Linked DNA regions of Mus musculus: all the other regions are linked to region 3. Evidence: chromatin contacts called from public HiChIP or PLAC-seq data. All regions are on one chromosome and are shown on one strand. The core of a region is the stretch at or near the end of the contact, and the rest is flanking DNA. Distances in the headings are between cores, read along the strand shown. Region 1 overlaps Zfp280d (zinc finger protein 280D). Region 2 overlaps Rfx7 (regulatory factor X, 7). Region 3 overlaps Mns1 (meiosis-specific nuclear structural protein 1).

The links. HiChIP or PLAC-seq counts read pairs in DNA pulled down with a chosen protein or histone mark.
Region 1: a contact with region 3 is called in an H3K27ac HiChIP or PLAC-seq map of double positive thymocytes, with 4 times the contacts expected there. The contact joins two enhancer-like sites. A contact is called at or near these places in 7 of 39 promoter capture datasets (the C10 cell line, cranial neural crest, embryonic stem cells and 3 more), 1 of 115 datasets of contacts at active chromatin or transcription factors (double positive thymocytes) and 2 of 9 other capture datasets (adipose tissue and liver).
Region 2: an H3K4me3 HiChIP or PLAC-seq map of bone marrow-derived macrophages shows a contact between it and region 3, with 2.9 times the contacts expected there. The contact joins two enhancer-like sites. A contact is called at or near these places in 5 of 39 promoter capture datasets (the C10 cell line, HPC-7-derived erythroid cells, liver and 2 more), 1 of 15 datasets of contacts at CTCF or cohesin (the NIH/3T3 cell line), 2 of 484 Hi-C or Micro-C datasets (the THB-7 cell line and megakaryocyte progenitors), 3 of 115 datasets of contacts at active chromatin or transcription factors (the HPC-7 cell line, bone marrow-derived macrophages and double positive thymocytes) and 3 of 9 other capture datasets (adipose tissue, liver and macrophages).

The regions. Positions count from the first base shown.
Region 1 is chr9:72,333,909-72,336,608 of GRCm38.p6, forward strand. Zfp280d (zinc finger protein 280D) reads left to right here. Exons shown (of 22, transcript NM_146224.5): 17 at 1,139-1,201. Among named protein-coding and RNA genes, the nearest start is that of Gm27230, 55 kb to the right of the region's middle. Within about 2 kb of position 1,398, at least 19 of the 459 cell types and tissues checked have an H3K27ac peak or open chromatin away from gene starts, as enhancers often do. A contact at or near this core is called in double positive thymocytes, where this site is marked.
Region 2 is chr9:72,557,594-72,560,293 of GRCm38.p6, forward strand. All of the region lies in intron 1 of Rfx7 (regulatory factor X, 7), which reads left to right. Among named protein-coding and RNA genes, the nearest start is that of Rfx7, 27 kb to the left of the region's middle. Within about 2 kb of position 1,343, at least 3 of the 459 cell types and tissues checked have an H3K27ac peak or open chromatin away from gene starts, as enhancers often do. A contact at or near this core is called in bone marrow-derived macrophages, where this site is marked.
Region 3 is chr9:72,448,221-72,450,920 of GRCm38.p6, forward strand. Mns1 (meiosis-specific nuclear structural protein 1) reads left to right here. Exons shown (of 10, transcript NM_008613.3): 5 at 309-538; 6 at 931-1,147; 7 at 1,232-1,339. Among named protein-coding and RNA genes, the nearest start is that of Mns1, 11 kb to the left of the region's middle. Within about 2 kb of position 1,346, at least 163 of the 459 cell types and tissues checked have an H3K27ac peak or open chromatin away from gene starts, as enhancers often do. A contact at or near this core is called in bone marrow-derived macrophages and double positive thymocytes, where this site is marked.

The sequences.
Region 1 (2,700 bases), core at 148-2,647, 110 kb before region 3:
TACTAATACTTTCACTCAAGTTGAAGAAATAACATTTCAACTCCTGAGAATATGAAATCTATGGAGAGTATTTTCTTAATTTGCTGCAATTTTTCTGAATACGCAGCCTGTGTTCTATGGAACCCATTTACCTGGGCTTGCATTATAAAGCATCACTGCCAGAAATTAATTCAGCAGGTTTGTGGTAATCTGAGAATTCACATTTCTAAATACATTCTCAGGTGATGCGGGTGCTGTTGTGTGTGACTTCCCTTTTAGAAATAACTGTGGTAACCTAGCCCTGGCTTTCTAATACGAGACAGAGTTAAAAGGGCGTACACAACATATGGTCATATGGCTAACAGTGTAGTTAGTGACCTTTCTGTTCTGTGCTGAGGGAGACATTGGTTTATTTTAGGAGTCCTCATTTTCATTTTGTTGCTGGTAATCTAAAACACTCACATTGAAATATTTGACTTTAAACATGTAAACAGCAGCCTCTAGCTCAATTTTTGAAATTAATTTAAATCATTTCAGTTCCTCCCTATTTCTGTAAGCACACTAAGACTTTGAAGTAGTATATTATTACTCCTAACCATAATATAGTGAAAATATATATAAAAGTATAGGTTTATAGTTTTTTATATAACAGTGAGGTATTCATCATGAATATGCTTAGGGAAATATATGTCAATAGAGAATATATTAAAAAAAAAAAGACTTTCAGAATACTAGGATTCTGTTCCCAGTACTCATGTGGCAGTTTCCAACCTTGTGTAACATCTGTTCCAGGGGACTCAGGCTCTTCTTCTGGACTCCATGGGCACTATGGACACAATGCACACATATTGGTGTACAGACATACATACAGACAAAATGCTCATATCCATAAAATAAAAATTTAAAACAAAACAATACAAGGATACAGTCACTTGTGGTGATATATCCTTTTAGTTTCAGCTACTCCCAGGTTGAAGAGGGAGGCCTCTTTGGCCCATGTTTTGAGACCAGTATATAGAGATCCCATTTTGAGAGGAAAATGGAAGATTATAATGAATTTAATAGAAACTCAAGTATAGACTTTAAATGTTTTTATAAATAACTTACTGTCCAGTAAAAGTATTGTGGTAATAAATACATATCATTTTCATCTTTTCAGCTTTCATAGTAACCGTCCAAGTAAAAGATACTGTATATTTAAGAAGCATTCAGAAAATCTCAGGTAAACAAGTAATTTTTGCAAAATCTTTCTGTTGAACAATGATTGTGATTTACTTTTTTCTTATGTGTTATCTTTATTGAGCTAGAATACCCATACTGTGTTAGTTACTTTTTCTGTTCCTATAAGTAACTGACATGCATCTTAAGGAAGGATTTCTTTTGGCTCAGTTCTAGGGTACTCTGTTGTGGTTGGGAAGTCAGGTAGCAGGAGATTGGGGTGCCTGGTTAAAATTGCGTCTGTACTCAGGAAGCAGAGCCCGATGAATACTGTCACTTAGCACCCTTTCGGGTTTTTTTGTTTTTTTTATTCTGTCCAAGACCCCAGCCTTCCATTAATAATCAAGATTAACCATTATATACACCATGTTCTTCATGTGTTTAAAATGTAACCTTGATAAACTATATTATGTTCAGCTGTACATCAATCATCATAGTATGTGTACATTTCAGTACTTAAAACAATATTCCGTTTATTAGCAATCATTCCCATTTCCTTTCATCCCCCTGCCCATATCCAAGCAACTATAAGTGTGTATTCCTGTTGACTAGCCCATTTTGGGTGTTATGTGAATTACTGAAATGATATTCTATGTGTTCCTTAGTCACTGCCTATGGTTCATCCATGATGAATAATATATCAATACTTACTTAAATTGATGAGTAGTATTTTTTATACAAATACTATAGTTTATCCATTTCATTGATTTTAATTTTGAGGTCAAAATAAATAATGCTGCTATGAACATTATTATTTTTTACAAATTTCTCTTTTGTGTGTAAGATTAAGTTTGCTGGGTTGAATTTTAACTTCCTTTTGAGAAACTGATAGACTGTGTTTCATCATAGTGCCACTGTTACATACTCACTAGTACTGTGTAAGAATTTTTGCAGCAGGGCGTGGTGGCACACACCTTTAATCCCAGCACTTGGGAGGCAGAGACAGGCGGATTTCTGAGTTGGAGGCCAGCCTGGTCTACAACGTGAGTTCCAGGACAGCCAGGGGAACACAGAGAAATCCTGTCTTGAAAACCAAAAAAAAAAAAAACCACAGAATTTTTGCATCTCTTCTAGCACCTGCTACTTATTTTCTATTACATGCACTCTATACTTGATCTTTGTCAAAAAGCCAAGAAGTGATATTATAGGCATTCTAACAGATACAAAATGCTTTGTCATTGTGGTTTGCTGTAACTTTTTTAGTTAAACGAATGGCTAGTGTGTCAGTTGGTTGCTTGTGACTAGATGTTACAGAGTTGTGTTACTGTCACTTGATATCAGAGATATGTCATAGTACTCATGGTAACTTCATTGTATAGTGACAGTTGGGGCCCACATGAAGTACATGACCATTGTAAAATGAGAACAGAAAGAAAGCTTTCCCATATCTAAATATCACAGTCTTCTATGATCTGTAGGAATGGAAATAATGTTATAAGCTTTTTAATATTATGTATTATTGTGTGTGTTTGCATACATGTGCCCCCATGCTACAGCACATAT
Region 2 (2,700 bases), core at 93-2,592, 110 kb after region 3:
GAAGGTCCGAAGTTCAAATCCCAGCAACCACATGGTGGCTCACAACCACCCGTAATGAGATCTGATGCCCTCTTCTGGTGTGTCTGAAGACAGCTACAGTGTACTTACATATAATAAATAGATAAATAAATCTTTTTTAAAAAAAAAAAAAAAAAGACTGTACAAATATAGTTAGTTAGTCTAGACTGATTCTAACAAAATGTGAAGCTAATATTAAAAGATGTCAAGTTGAACTACTAATAAATTAACTTTACCCCAAACATAAATACATTTTGAAGGAAATCCAAACTTTGAACAGCATAAAACCCTCAGTGTCTAGCTTTATGAGGTCTTCTGCAGAGGAAAACCAGTGTTGTTTGATATGTATTCATGTTAAAGCTCTTCTCTAATTAGCAAGACAATAGATTTTCCTTAATAAAAAGTATCAAGAAACCATAAAATATACTATTAAAGAAAAACATTTAACACACTTTTAAAAATTAGAAATATTCAGAAGTTTTTACCATATTGAAATGCAAGAAAAAGGAATAAATAGCAGTAAATAGAAGAAAAAACTTGCCATGGGTTAATCTATGTAAAAAGGTCCACACAAAAAATCATGACTTGTTTTCTCTTCTACCATATGAGTCCTGGCAATCAAATTCAGGTTGTCAGGTGATGAGTACCTCTATCTACTGAGCATTCATGTTAGCCCCAATGTAATTGTTTTTCTTTATAATTGTGGTTTGGGACAGAGTATTCCTTTGTAGCCTAGCCTGATCTGGAAATCCTGACCCTCCTTGCTTAACCACCCAAGTAATGGGATGGTAGTACGTACAACCACACCCAGATTGATTCCTTACAAGTTAAAGCTAAACTGCGTTTTTCAGAAAGCCAGTGTGATTTAAGTTTCTTGTGGATGAGTGTTAACTAGCATGTACTTACAGAAGGAGGAGCTCAGGAAATAGCTGTGCCACATACAAGATTGAAGGGCTACAGCAGCTGTAGGGTTTGGTATTTATATACAGTTCGATAACCTAGATGGCCTGTGCTTGCATAGACATTTGTTACAGGGCAGGGAAGAATGGGTTGTTAAAAGCAAAGTAAAAAGCTCCTTTTTACCCTTGATCCATAGTCAATTTTTAGTTAATAAACTTAAAAAAAAACTCCAAATCAATGGGAGAAAATGTTCATAGGATGCACATTCCTGGAGGAAAGACAAGTGCACATTTCAGAACAGAATTGCATTTGCTAACACTTAATTTTTAGTTAAATTTTCTATTTTGAACAACCATTGAGTGACTCACATGCACTTTTAAGAAATGGAGAAATGATCCATCTGCACTTTGCCTGGCCTGGCCCAGTGGTCACATCTTACACCACTTTAGTCAGATAGTCACAACCAAGGACAGTCTTCAGTATCCACAAGTTCCTGATGGTGCCTCTTACAGGCACACCCACTTCGTCCTCACCTTTAACCTCCTTAACTCTCAGTGATCATTGCTCTGTTCTCCTTTTTAAAGTTCTGCCATTTCAAGAACATAGAACAGATTTTATAGTAAACTTTTGAGATTAGCTTTTTTTCATTTGACAAAATTCTTTGATTACTTACCTATGTTGCTCATTTAATCATTCCTCTTTATTGCCAAATACTATAGCATGACCTAACTGCACCACAGTTTGTATGGCAGTTCCCATATTGAAGACTACCTTGTTGATTTTAGTTTGTGCTCTTAGAAGCTAGCTTCTGTAGGCATTTCTGTATAGGTTTTTCTATAAATACGATCTGCATATCTCTTGGATAACTGCCCAAGAATGAAGATTCCTGTTCAGTTTTGTTTTTTGAAAGGATTACAAAACATTTCCACCAACAGTTTCTGAATGATTCCTGTTTGTTTGTTTGTTTGTTCCTTGCCAGTATTTGGTGCTGACATTCTTTAATTTTGTTGTTCTCACAGGTGTGTGTGTATTGCTATGTCTTATGGACTCATTGTACATTTATCTAATGGCTTAATAATCTTTTTCTCCTGTTTACCATATGTATATACATTTCTATATTTTTTGCATGTATTCTTACTGGCTTGTTCACTTGTTAATTGGAGATATATATGTATATATATATATATATACACACACACACACACATATATGCATGCTTATATATTTATATATTCTAAGTCTTAGTCTAAATATAATCTAAATATTATATGGGATATTTTTCTCAACCTGAAACTTGTCTTTTCTAAACTGATTTTTAGATCATATTTTTAGAGCAGTTTTAGGTTTGTAGTAATGCTACACAGAGCACAGAGATTGCCTGCATTCTCACTGTTGTCCAGCATCTATTGCTGCCTCTGTCATCAACATCCTATACCAGTGATAGATTTATTAAAATTTTTGAAGCTACTTCAACACATACCCACAATATATTATCACATGGGCTTCACTCTTAATGCTGTATACCATACATGAGGATATGCACACATGATTACATCATGAAGAGTAGTAGTCACACTGCCCTAAACTTCTCTGTGCCCTGACTGTATATCTCTATTTCCTCCCCAAACTTTGGCAACCACTGATCTTTTTACTGTTTTCATAAGGCTACCTTTCCAGATTGTTGGTGGTTATAATCATACAATATATGCTCTTTTCACGTTAGCTTACTTCACTTATTAATTTTCATCTAGTGATGTTCCTCCATGTCTTTTTGTGGGTTAT
Region 3 (2,700 bases), core at 96-2,595:
TACCGTGATCAACCAGCAGAGGGGGCAATGGTTTGGTGGCTGAAGTATTTAAAAACAAAATACTTAAACCTTTACTTTGTGGTTTCTGAATGTGGACTTTATTATCCTTGCCAGGGGTTGTCCTAGGAGCCTCTGGAAAGAGTAGGAACGCCCCTTTCGGTCTGACTCCTCATTCACACCCTCCAGCCCTCTAAGACTTAACTCTTGCTTCTTACTTAATATAGCAGGTTTTGAGGGTACAACTATTTACGGTGCTGTAATAAGCTGTGTCCACTCCTGAACGTGGAAGGGTTTTGTTTCAATGCCAGAAACGTGATGCGGAGATAGAAAGGATCATGATGGAGGAGCACGATAGGCTGCTGAAGGAAGAGAGCGCCAAGCAAGAGCGGCGGAACAAGGAGAGGGCACAGTACTACCTGGACCTGGAGAAGCAGCTGGAAGATCAAGAGAGGAGGAAGCAGGAGGCATACGAGCAGCTGCTGAAGGAGAAACTCATGATAGACGAAATTGTCAGGAAGATCTACGAGGAAGACCAGGTGTAAGTCCACCCGGAGACAAACCGCTGCGCCCCCACACTGGGTGTGTGTGCTCACTCAGTGTGAGCTCTGTCGTGACTTTACAGCTCTTCCTCACCTTGGCTAGCATGAGTAGTAATAGGTGATTGGAAAAATAATAGATGTCATGTGTGTTCTGTACATCTCATATGTCAGAGCACGTTTTCTGATGGCTCTCCTTGGCACACGGCTTAAGTACAGAGCGCTGTATGGATTTTGTGGACAGACGGTCACCTTTGTGAACCTTTAGAAGAGAGCCCAGCATTGTGTATGGAAAGTCTGTGGCATTTGTGAATCAATAGACTCTGAACAGTCCGTGTTTGCCATTATTTTATTATTTCTGTAACTATAAACCATTCTCCTGATTGCTTTTTAGGGAAAGACAGCAAAAATTAGAAAAAAAGAATGCAATTCAGAAGTATATTGAAGAATTCCAGAGGGCACAAGACTTCTGGAGACAAAAGAAGCGTGAGGAGATGGAGGAAGAGAACCGGAAAATCATAGAGTTTGCAAACATACAGGAGCAAAGAGAAGGCGAGCGGATGGCCAGAGTTCACGAGATCGAGGAAAAGAGGGTCCAGCGTCAGAATTTGGTATAAAAATACTACTTTTTAAAGAGTGCTAAATTCCTGAAACAGTGGCCCAATCCAGTTCCTAAACAGGTGTTTTATTAACAGCTGATGAAGCAGCTGGAGGAAACACTGCGGCAGCGGGATGACCTGGAGCAAGTGCGGCAGGAGCTGTACCAGGAGGAGCAGGCAGAGATCATCAAACTGAAAGTGAAAGTAAGTGAGCCTCAGCCGGAGGGAAGGTTAGGGAAGAGAAGCCACGGGGCAGGAAGATAGCAGGGTTAGACCCAGCCATAGGGCGGCTGCATTGTGTGTCAACGTCATCAATGCTGCAGTTAAGAGACTTGACAAAAATAGAGTGTTCTGAAGAGCTTGATGCAGCTGGGTCAGTCACAGCCCACACAGCTTAAATGAGTGCACATGCAAGCTCAAAGCAGGATGGAGGAAAACACAATGCAACGCAAAGCAGACTGGAGTGCGAATGTTAATATGAGGCAAAGTCAACTGTGGGACATGGAAGTTTGTAGTCAAAATAAATTCATCCATGTATATGCCTGTGACCTTTGACAACACAGCTTCATGACACATGAAGGAAAACTGATGAGAGGGGGAGAGTAGGAAGATCCAACCAGAGTGCTCCTTTATCATTAATGCACCCAGTCCCCGGGAACAGCACCATGCATAAAGACAGCCTGAAACAGCTGCGCAGCCAGGGTTAAAGAGGACTCCACCCAACAAACAACAGCACAATACAGATTCCATCCATCCACAGAGAATACACACTGACAGCTCCCAGAAACCAAAGTGAACCTCTGTAAATTCACAGGATTTTTAAGTCATTTCAAATTAAGAATCCATAATAAGAATGATTATGTAGTCATTAAGTGCACCACAATGAAACCATGTATTTCTTTCTAATAAGCAATGAGCAAAGGAAAGATACTTGCAAACTGAACGATAATTTTAAAAATATGTGGGCACAGCAGAGGTTAGTGGAAAGTATTATCTTTGCAGTTTTAGAAAGGAGTAGTTAAAAGCCGGTAATCTTGTGTTTACACATATATTTATAATAGCTAAAACATGAGAGTAGCCTTCATATCCATCAGCTGATGGAATGTAAACAAGATGCAGTATGTGAGCCTTTAGTGGTACTAAGGAGTACTCAAGAATACTCTATGAATAGATGACACATGTGGACCTTTGTCCCCTGGGAACAGCTGTGGGACACATTTGTGAGAGCTTAGATTAACTGTGCTGGCAGCTTCTCCACAGTCAGGGGAGAGTTGGTGACAGCAAGAAGCAGACCTCTCTACCCACTCCCCACCAACTGGAAAGTCACTGATGGGTGATCACTCCTCTGTCCTTCCCAGGGAAGGTCCTGAGAACACAGCTTCAGTGAGCACTGTGTAACCATCTTTCCAACTTGCCCTGGGTTGGGTTTCTTCTTTCCTGATACATTCTGTTCTCAACAGAGACTCTGGAAAGTTACTGGGGTCCGAGTGACTGTACAGCAAATGATTTAAAGGTTTCAAGACCAGGTTTTGGAACACAGGAAAGGGCAGAAATTTGGTAGCCCG